Linked DNA regions of Mus musculus: all the other regions are linked to region 3. Evidence: chromatin contacts called from public HiChIP or PLAC-seq data. All regions are on one chromosome and are shown on one strand. The core of a region is the stretch at or near the end of the contact, and the rest is flanking DNA. Distances in the headings are between cores, read along the strand shown.

Region 1 (2,700 bases), core at 28-2,527, 140 kb before region 3:
ACACTCAAGGGATGGCTCACGACTGCCTAAAACTTCAGTTCCAGGGGGCTGACGCCCTCTTCTGGCTTTCATAGGCATCTACATTCAAGTGCACACACACACACACACACTTAAAAATAAAATAGAACTCTTAAGCCAGGGCTACACAGAGAAACCCTGTCTCGAAAAACAAAACAAAACAAAACAAAACAAAACAAATCTCTTTTACTGGTGTTCTTTTTCCTTCTATTATCCAGGGTGACTGACCAACCCATCTTGGCTTTCAAACTAAAGGACCTGGATCCTAGGGAACATTGAGGTCCCCTACTCTGCCCTGCCACTCCTCCCCCCCCCCCCCCGACAGTGTTTGCTTCTTCATTGTGCATCATAAATTGTACAGCCACCTTCTGCAGGTCAACCAACTCTGCCTTCTTTGAGGGTCAGCCAAATGATAGGGAAAGGAGTGATTGGCCCACGCCAGGCCAGACTGGGAGGAACATGGACTTGGGGTTGGATAGCCCATAGATTAGAGATCTGGAAACCTTCCAAGGGTAATAAAAGGAGAGAAATCTATTTTCCTTTTCAGAGACATTGAATGTGAAGCTGGTGGGTCTCACATAAATGTCAGGGACCAATTTAACAGCAACAATAAAACTATGCTCCCTCTTCTCGATGCAGCCTTCTCTCTACCCTCCTCTTCCTTCTCCCTCATTTTTCTTGTCTTTTCTTTTTTTTTTTTGTTTTTTTTTTTTTTTGTTTTTTTTGACAAGGCCTTGCTATGTAGCCCCAACTAGCTTAGTACTATGTAAACAAGGCTGGTTGGAACTCACAGCGATTGTTCTACATCAGCTTCCCAAAGGGCTGGAATTACAGGCATGAGCCACCACCTTCTATTTTATTGCTCATGTTCTGCCCGCCTCCCTCCACCCTCCTTCTTTGGACAGGGTTTTTACTCAGCAGCCCTGGCTAGCTCAAAGAGACACACATGTCTTTGCCTCCATGTTTTGGAATGAGAGGCTTATGGAGGCACACTCAGCCTTCTGCTAGCATCCTCTAGCTTCCTCTAGTCTCCTCCTTCTTTCAGTCTTTGTACGCTGCCAAAAGAAACGGTTGTCCGATGAAAGAGCACAAAGCAAGCTGAAAGGAGGTGAGGGAAACACGTAAAATAAAATGCTCCCCCAGTTCCTAGGGAAAATTGAGCCCTACTTAGTAAGAAAAGCTGCAGATTCAGGTACCTGGATGTGGGTCAGGACCTTGATGCTCTAGGATTATACCATCTCCCAGGAATCTTCCTGGGGCTTCCTGTGGTGGCTTTCCACGGTCTCAGGATGAGACCACCTGGGCATAAGCCAGTTGTGGGTGGAGGGGCTGCATTCCTCAGAACTTGAAGATGGATCCCTTCACAAAAAGAAGAGGATGGAAGAAAGTAGACCTTCCAGGAGCCTTTAGCATGGGTATTCACATGGATTTAACTTGGGGACAAACCTGCGGTTAACTTGGTTAGCAACTGCTTGTAAATGGGAGAATCCTTATTCCAGGGGCTGGTGCACATGGGGGAAAAAGACAGAGCAGTCCATGGCCTCCTGAAGGGAATGGTTCTATCATGTTAATGCTCTGCATCTTATTACAGTCAGGACAAAGGGCCTGGAGTTTGGGACTGAGAGTTTGTTTTGGAGTCTTTTAATATGGAGATGACTCTCCTAAGGGGAAGGAAGAGGACCCTGGAGTCAACCCACAAACTTGCTTGGCATGGTGGTGGTGGGGTGTTGAGACTCACCACAGGTGCGGTGCCCCCCAACATTTTCCGGCTTCCCCATTTGCTCATTAAAAAGGCACAGAAATTAGTAAGAGAAATCATGTTCTAGTTCACCATTTTTTTTTAAAGTTGGTTTTGTTGTTGTTGTTGTTGTTGTTGTTGTTGTTGTTGTTGTAAGACAGGGTTTCTCTGTGTAGCCCTGGCTGTCCTGGAACTCAGAAATCCGCTTGCCTCTGCCTCCCGAGTGCTGGGATTAAAGGCGTGTGCCACCACTGCCTTGCTTAAAGATTTTTTTTTATATATATGAGTACACTGTAGCTATCTTCAGACACACCAGAAGAGGGCATCAGATCCCATTATAGATGGTTTTGAGCCACCATGTGGTTGCTGGGAATTGAACTCAGGTCCTCTGGAAGAGCAGTCAGTGCTCTTAACCACTGAGCCATCTCTCCAGCCCTCGTTCACCAATTTTATAAAAAGCCAGACTTCCTAATCTCTCCTGAGCCACTTTACACTTCCCCTGAAAGGGGCTTCACAGAGATTGTCAAACTCCAGCCTTTTCTCTTTTCACTTTGCCAGAGGACATACAGGTGTGAGCTTGGTAATGACATTGGTAGGTAGGGGCAGGGGGGTGGGGGGGGGGCTGGGGGGCGTGGTGAGGAATGGAAACAAGGACTTTGGTGCTACTGATGTCTGTCTCTCTGCCTATCTCTTGGTGTTGTAGTCAGGGTCACCATTGCTGTGATGAAACACCATGACCAAGGCAACCTGGGGAGGAAATGGTTTATTTAGCTTATGCTTCCATCATTCAAAGAAGTCAGGACAGGAACTCAAACAGGGCAGGAACATAAAGTCAGGAGCTGATTCAGAGACCTTGGCGGGGTGCTGTTTACTTTGTTCAACTTGATTTCTGATAGAACCCAGGACCTTCAGGCAAGGGGTGGAACCACCCACAATGATCTGGC
Region 2 (2,700 bases), core at 4-2,503, 210 kb before region 3:
ACTAGCAGGCAGGTGGAGTCCCACTATAGTGGTTCATGGAGATGAACCCCACAGTCAGACACTCAGAGAAATAGGATTGGAAGCATGGTAGAAACACACACACACACACACACACATGAGCACATGCTGCAGTGCATGCAAAGATACTTGCCAAAAAGACTGGACGTGGAGGTCATCCTGGCCACGGCGGAAAAGACTCATTTTTCCCGATTGTGAATCACAGAAACAAAGTCCCGGGAGGTCCTGGGGCATCACATCCTCATTCCTGAGAGAGCAGAACCAAGCTTCCCAGGAGCCTAGGTGAGCATGAGGCAGCTTAGAAAGGTGTGACAGAACCTCTTTCTAATCTACTTTGCCCCAAGACTCCTGCCACCTGGAGTTTTATAGCCCCTGCTGTAGATGGTAGTGCACAAAATTTCCTCAGTGCATCATCTTGGGCTCACTGAAGCCTTCTTGGTTAACACCTAAAGACCCCTCTTCCCTCTCCCCAGCTAGCCAATGGGCAAAGCCATCACCACACCACCTAATAGCTGGTTCCAAGTGCCTAGACAGCTGGGCTGATCTCTCCTTCAGTTGTCACAGTGCACACATTCACACACCATTATTGTCCTGATTCACAGATGGGAATGGCAAGGCCAAGAATTGGTTCATCCTTCATTCCACAGATGTTTGGGAATGTTGAGTACAGGCGAGGCTGGGGTTCAGCTGGTCTGTGAGCCCTACCCTCTTAGAGGCTCTGGCGCCTGTCTGAGGACGGGTCCCTGAGGGTAAAACTAACCAAGCCAGAGAAGGCGCAGGAGCCCAAGAAATCTCAGCTGCCTCCCCTGAGATAAGAGTGCTTTGTTGTGCAGGCTATTTCCTGCACTGAGGAATTCCATCTTCAGTTGTTGCACAACTGACCCTGGAAATGTCAAGAATGGTGGCTATTATTTATTAATGAGCTAACCATCTGCATGGCTACACACACACACACACACACACACACCAGCTATAAGCCTGGGACCATAAAAGGGTCTCTCAGTTTGTTAACACTGATGGTTAGAGTATAAGAGCCTCCCTCCATTGCAGGCCTACAGAGTGGCTCAGGATTGCTGGCCTGCTGTGGCCAGAGGAGATACTGCCTCATCCACCCATCAGCTCGTTTCCTGGGGCAACTGGCTTTACTGATTGGAACTCAGTTTTTGCAGGTCCTAAATGAGGACAATGGTCATAGTGCTGCCTATCTCGAGGGTTGGCGGAATGTGAGCAATGTGAGATTCCACAATGCACCAAACAGACGGCAGGGCTTTGTCCTGACTCCATGGGGCAGCAGCAGTCCCCTCTTGAGAAAACTACTTCCAGTTTTTATCTTAGAGGTTCTTTTTTAATCCAGTGCTCAGAAAACACAATTTGTATTATGCTGGTCACAGTTTCCGTGGTCTTGGCTCTTGCTTGTTGGTAGAACTTGGCACCTGTTTTGTTATAAAGAACAAGTGATCAAAAGGACAAGAGCGCACAGTAAGGACAGTGAAACAAAGGCTTGGTTTGAAAGGCAGACAAATCAGCCAGGAGCCTTACTTACACTAGGGAGGCCTGCAGAAAGCTGTCCACCCATAGGAAAGATCTTTCATCCTGGCATTGCTGCTCAAAAGAAAAAAAAACAATGTTTGCTGGTCTGAAAGCCTCATCAAAACCATTCTGAAACAAGAAATCCCAGGTTTCCTGAGTATATTCTTCCCAGGCCTCCTCATGTGAGCAGGCTAATTGTCTCTCTGTCATGGGCTAAACAGCGTCAGCTTACCCAATCCTTCCCGCACGCCATCTATGTTTTTCAGATGAGGAAGTGAGGGCCCAAAGAGGATAAGTCACTTGGTCAGTGTTACTCAGATAACAGCAGAGAATGACCAGGAAGGCAGGATCGGAAGTCTTCCAAGCCCATGTGCTGCAACAAAACTCACTGCTTCTCTTCTGAAGGAAAGGATCCGTTTTGTACCTGGTGACACCTGGATAAACACCAGGTGACAGGGACGGGCAGAGTGAGAGGAGCCTATCAACCGTGACATCCCACACTAGGCCAGAGCTTGTATACCAAGGCTCAGATTTATGGCAAGTCATTTAGAACTTGCTATTTCCTCCACCAACAAAGCCTTGCTTTTCCAGAAGGAACCACCCCAGGGTTCCTTGAATAATGAGCTCTAAAATAGTACTCACCATAACTTTCCAGGAACACAATCTGCTTGCAGGAAGTGGAGGGTGGGGGGACACTATATACTAGGGAATGCAGCTATGCCAGGGTCTCTCGCAGGCCAGAGGCAATCCTCAGAGGCCACCTTAACAGGACAAATCTTTCAGCCACTCTAACTTGTGAATAGCTGTTGCATAGCCAACGGACTCTTTTCTTTATCTCTCATACCAATATACCATCCCTGTCCTGTAAGTGATGCCTAACTCAAGTTTTCATTTCCAGTGACATACAGAAAGGAGCACCTACCCCAGATCACCCTACCCCAGGTCACACTACAGAGAGTCTTTACTTGAGAGTCAATGTTCAAGCATATGACCCAGAAATTTCACTTCCGTGTGTGTGTGTGTGTGTGAATGTATGTATATACACACAAACAAATTAAAATCTGAGATATGAAGAAGTCTATATGCTGACAGGGCATTCATTATTTATCCCAGTGAAAAGGTGACAGACAGCCCAAATATCTTTTGACAGGT
Region 3 (2,700 bases), core at 186-2,685:
CTCCTCTCCCCACGTGTTCATGGCCAGCCTCTACTTCCTTACTCTCCCCCCATCTCTGCTTTTCTCTGCCTCTACTACCGTCTTGACTCCCTTCCCCATGCCCCGAATAAACTCTAGTCTATACTATACCACCGTGTGTGGTTGGTCCCTCAGGGGGGAGGGATGCCTTGCCATGGGCCCACTGAGACATCCCCTTGCCCCATACCTCACCACACATCCATAGAACAATTTTTTTCTTTATCTTTTTATAAACACATCAGTTACATATTAATTATGTGTTGGGCTGTGAGATGTACCAGGTTCTTGTGGAAGTTTTTACCCTGGCATACATAAGGCAGTCATTCCTGCTATGCCTTCTGCCTTCCTCTTCTCTGGCTACTTCAGGGTTCCAAGAAGCTGCCCTTTTCTGGATGGTCTGGGTGAGGAGTTGGTGACCTTCACACTACTGAGCTTCTTGAGAGAAAACTGTGTGTAGGACACCTCAGGTTTGGGCACAAGCCTTTATAGTGTTGTCAACAAGAAGGTAGCTACCAGGGGCTGGAGAGATGGCTCAGCTGTTAAGAGCACCAAGTGCTCTTCCAGAGGTCCTGAGTTCAAATCCCAGCAACCACATGATGGCTCACAACCATCTGTAATGGGATCCGATGTCCTCTTCTGGTGTGTCTGAAGACAGCTACAGTGTACTCATCATATATATAAAATAAATAAATAAATAAAAATCTTTTAAAAAAAAAGAAGGTAGATACCAGTAGTTAGTATAGCAAAAGTTATATTTTATTACGCTGAGGGTCATCACACAATGTTCACACTAAATTCCTAACTACAGTCCTAAGCTTACCTCTCCACGCCTGCTCACCTGTGTGACAGATCTTGGCTGAAGGTCAGGTTCTGTCTCTAATAGTAGTCTCTGATTCGATTCGAGGACCACAATCCTGGAGAGATTGACTAGCCTCAGGGCAGGTCAAGCTGGCACCTCTCCAGAGGTACAGAGCAGAGCATTGCTCTTGGTCTCTGTTTACATATTTCCTGTCCAGTGGGTGTCGTGGGTTCTAGGACTGTGTCTGAGTGAGTGATGTCGCTGAGTTATGGGAATCAGGTGCAGCCTTAGGAGTAGTGGGGACCCAGACTATTTCTACATGTCTAAAAGACATTTTTTTTACTCTGCTCATTACAGAGAGGGAGTGGAAAGCCTGTAGCTTGAATCTTATGAATGCAACTGGCAGGAGTTGGACATGACACCACAGACTTACTGAGGGCACTTTGCTCTGTGTCAGGCTAGCTTTCTTACATCCTCATGTTTGTAAAGTTAGGCCTCTACCACTGCCAGAGAATATCCACCGGGTCTCAGCCTCGTAAACCCTCAGTACCTAGCACACCTCCAGCATACCACGGCGCTCTGCACTGTTTCGGCAACAGATGGTTGACTGGGCGGGGTCCTGACCTTGCTCTGTCGCTGCTGGGCTGCTGTGACCTTGGGTTGGCTCTGCCTTCCAGCGGGCCGAGTGCCATTAAACCTGCATCTTCTCTCACCTCATTATCACCTAGGCCTGGGGGAGCTTCACCTCGCTGCTAAGAACACCCGGCAGTGCAGAGGACTTCCCTGCCCTTCAGAGGAGGTGAGGCCCCGGCAGGTCTGATCTGGAAACACCCAGCACCTAGGAGGATTGTCAGCACTGTAGGGTTGAAAAAGGCCATCTCTCCATCAGCTCATTTAATAGCCCTTGAAGGGCAGGGTGGATGAGCCCCAGTCCAGGGGGCCTCCATTTTCAGCCCCAACCTCCAGCCTATGCCTTTATCTCCTTGCAAAGATAACACCCTGCTGGCAGGAGCCATAAAGCAGGGAGAGGCTGACAGTTTAGGGTCCTGGGGCGTCAGAGCTTTGAACTCTGCCTTCTGAAGGGATAGGGCTTGCTTTATGGCGAGGCGGCTTGGGGTGGGGGTGGGGGTGGGTGGATGGTGGGAGCAAAGCCATTAGGGCGAAATAAGTTCCCAGGGACCGGGCTCTCGGCACCCTGACTACAAGCATGAAACAACAGAGCCCAGAGAGGTGGGACCAGCAGAGGAAATGGTGTTCCATCCTGGCTTTATTGACTTGTAAACGACAGCATTAAGGATGAAGTCCTCACCTTGGCTGGAAACAGCTGCGCTGCTGCCGCCCCGAAATCTGTGGCTAGCTGGGAGGCGGCCGCCTTGCCGCAGCGGGAGCTAGGTCAGGGGCTGCCCAGTTCTCTTTCCTTTGCCAAGCTGCGGAAAGGGGCCTGTGATCCCTCAGGGAAAAAGGTTTACGAGTGGAAATGTCATTGGCTAAAGCTTTTCTGAAAAGAGAACATTTTCCCCGGAAGTTCTAATAATCACCATTTGCAAAATCAATAGAGGCTTAGAAGCCGCGTCCTGTGGAGGGAGGGGAGGTGGAGCCGGAGGATAGAGCAGAGAGGCTAGAAGTCAGCTTGGCTTCTTAACTACCGTGTGTGTGTAGGATCATACACTGAGTCACCCTGGGCAGATATTCTTGCCTTAAAAACACGCATAGTAGCTGAGTGGTGGTGTCTCATGCCTTTAATCCAGCACTTTGGAAGCAGAGGCCAGCCTGTTCTACAAAGTGAGTTCCAGGACAGCCAGGACAGTTACACAGAGAAACCCTGTCTTGAAAAACAAAACAACAAAACAAAACAAAACAAAACAAACAAACAAAGCAGATGT

What was found. HiChIP or PLAC-seq counts read pairs in DNA pulled down with a chosen protein or histone mark.
Region 1: a contact with region 3 is called in an H3K27ac HiChIP or PLAC-seq map of embryonic stem cells, with 3 times the contacts expected there. The contact joins two enhancer-like sites. A contact is called at or near these places in 5 of 15 datasets of contacts at CTCF or cohesin (embryonic stem cells, large pre-B cells, pro-B cells and 1 more), 111 of 484 Hi-C or Micro-C datasets (the 63-12 cell line, the AML12 cell line, B cells and 44 more), 31 of 115 datasets of contacts at active chromatin or transcription factors (astrocytes, craniofacial prominence, embryonic basal ganglia and 15 more) and 3 of 9 other capture datasets (adipose tissue, embryonic stem cells and pancreatic islet).
Region 2: an H3K27ac HiChIP or PLAC-seq map of trophoblast stem cells shows a contact between it and region 3, with 4 times the contacts expected there. The contact joins two enhancer-like sites. A contact is called at or near these places in 22 of 484 Hi-C or Micro-C datasets (embryonic stem cells, extraembryonic ectoderm, stem cell-derived epiblast-like cells and 1 more), 14 of 115 datasets of contacts at active chromatin or transcription factors (differentiating embryonic stem cells, embryonic stem cells, extraembryonic endoderm stem cells and 1 more) and 1 of 9 other capture datasets (embryonic stem cells).

What each region holds. Positions count from the first base shown.
Region 1 is chr12:12,926,223-12,928,922 of GRCm38.p6, reverse strand. No RefSeq gene overlaps it. Among named protein-coding and RNA genes, the nearest start is that of Mycn, 14 kb to the left of the region's middle. Within about 2 kb of position 1,277, at least 10 of the 459 cell types and tissues checked have an H3K27ac peak or open chromatin away from gene starts, as enhancers often do. A contact at or near this core is called in differentiating embryonic stem cells, embryonic stem cells, epiblast stem cells and 3 more, where this site is marked.
Region 2 is chr12:12,992,579-12,995,278 of GRCm38.p6, reverse strand. It overlaps Gm35208 (a long non-coding RNA gene), which reads right to left. Exons shown (of 4, transcript XR_381277.3): 2 at 1,781-1,982; 3 at 1,562-1,620; 4 at 930-1,451. Among named protein-coding and RNA genes, the nearest start is that of Gm35208, 6.5 kb to the right of the region's middle. Within about 2 kb of position 1,253, at least 56 of the 459 cell types and tissues checked have an H3K27ac peak or open chromatin away from gene starts, as enhancers often do. A contact at or near this core is called in extraembryonic ectoderm and trophoblast stem cells, where this site is marked.
Region 3 is chr12:12,787,511-12,790,210 of GRCm38.p6, reverse strand. No RefSeq gene overlaps it. Among named protein-coding and RNA genes, the nearest start is that of Gm35104, 23 kb to the right of the region's middle. Within about 2 kb of position 1,435, at least 66 of the 459 cell types and tissues checked have an H3K27ac peak or open chromatin away from gene starts, as enhancers often do. A contact at or near this core is called in differentiating embryonic stem cells, embryonic stem cells, epiblast stem cells and 5 more, where this site is marked.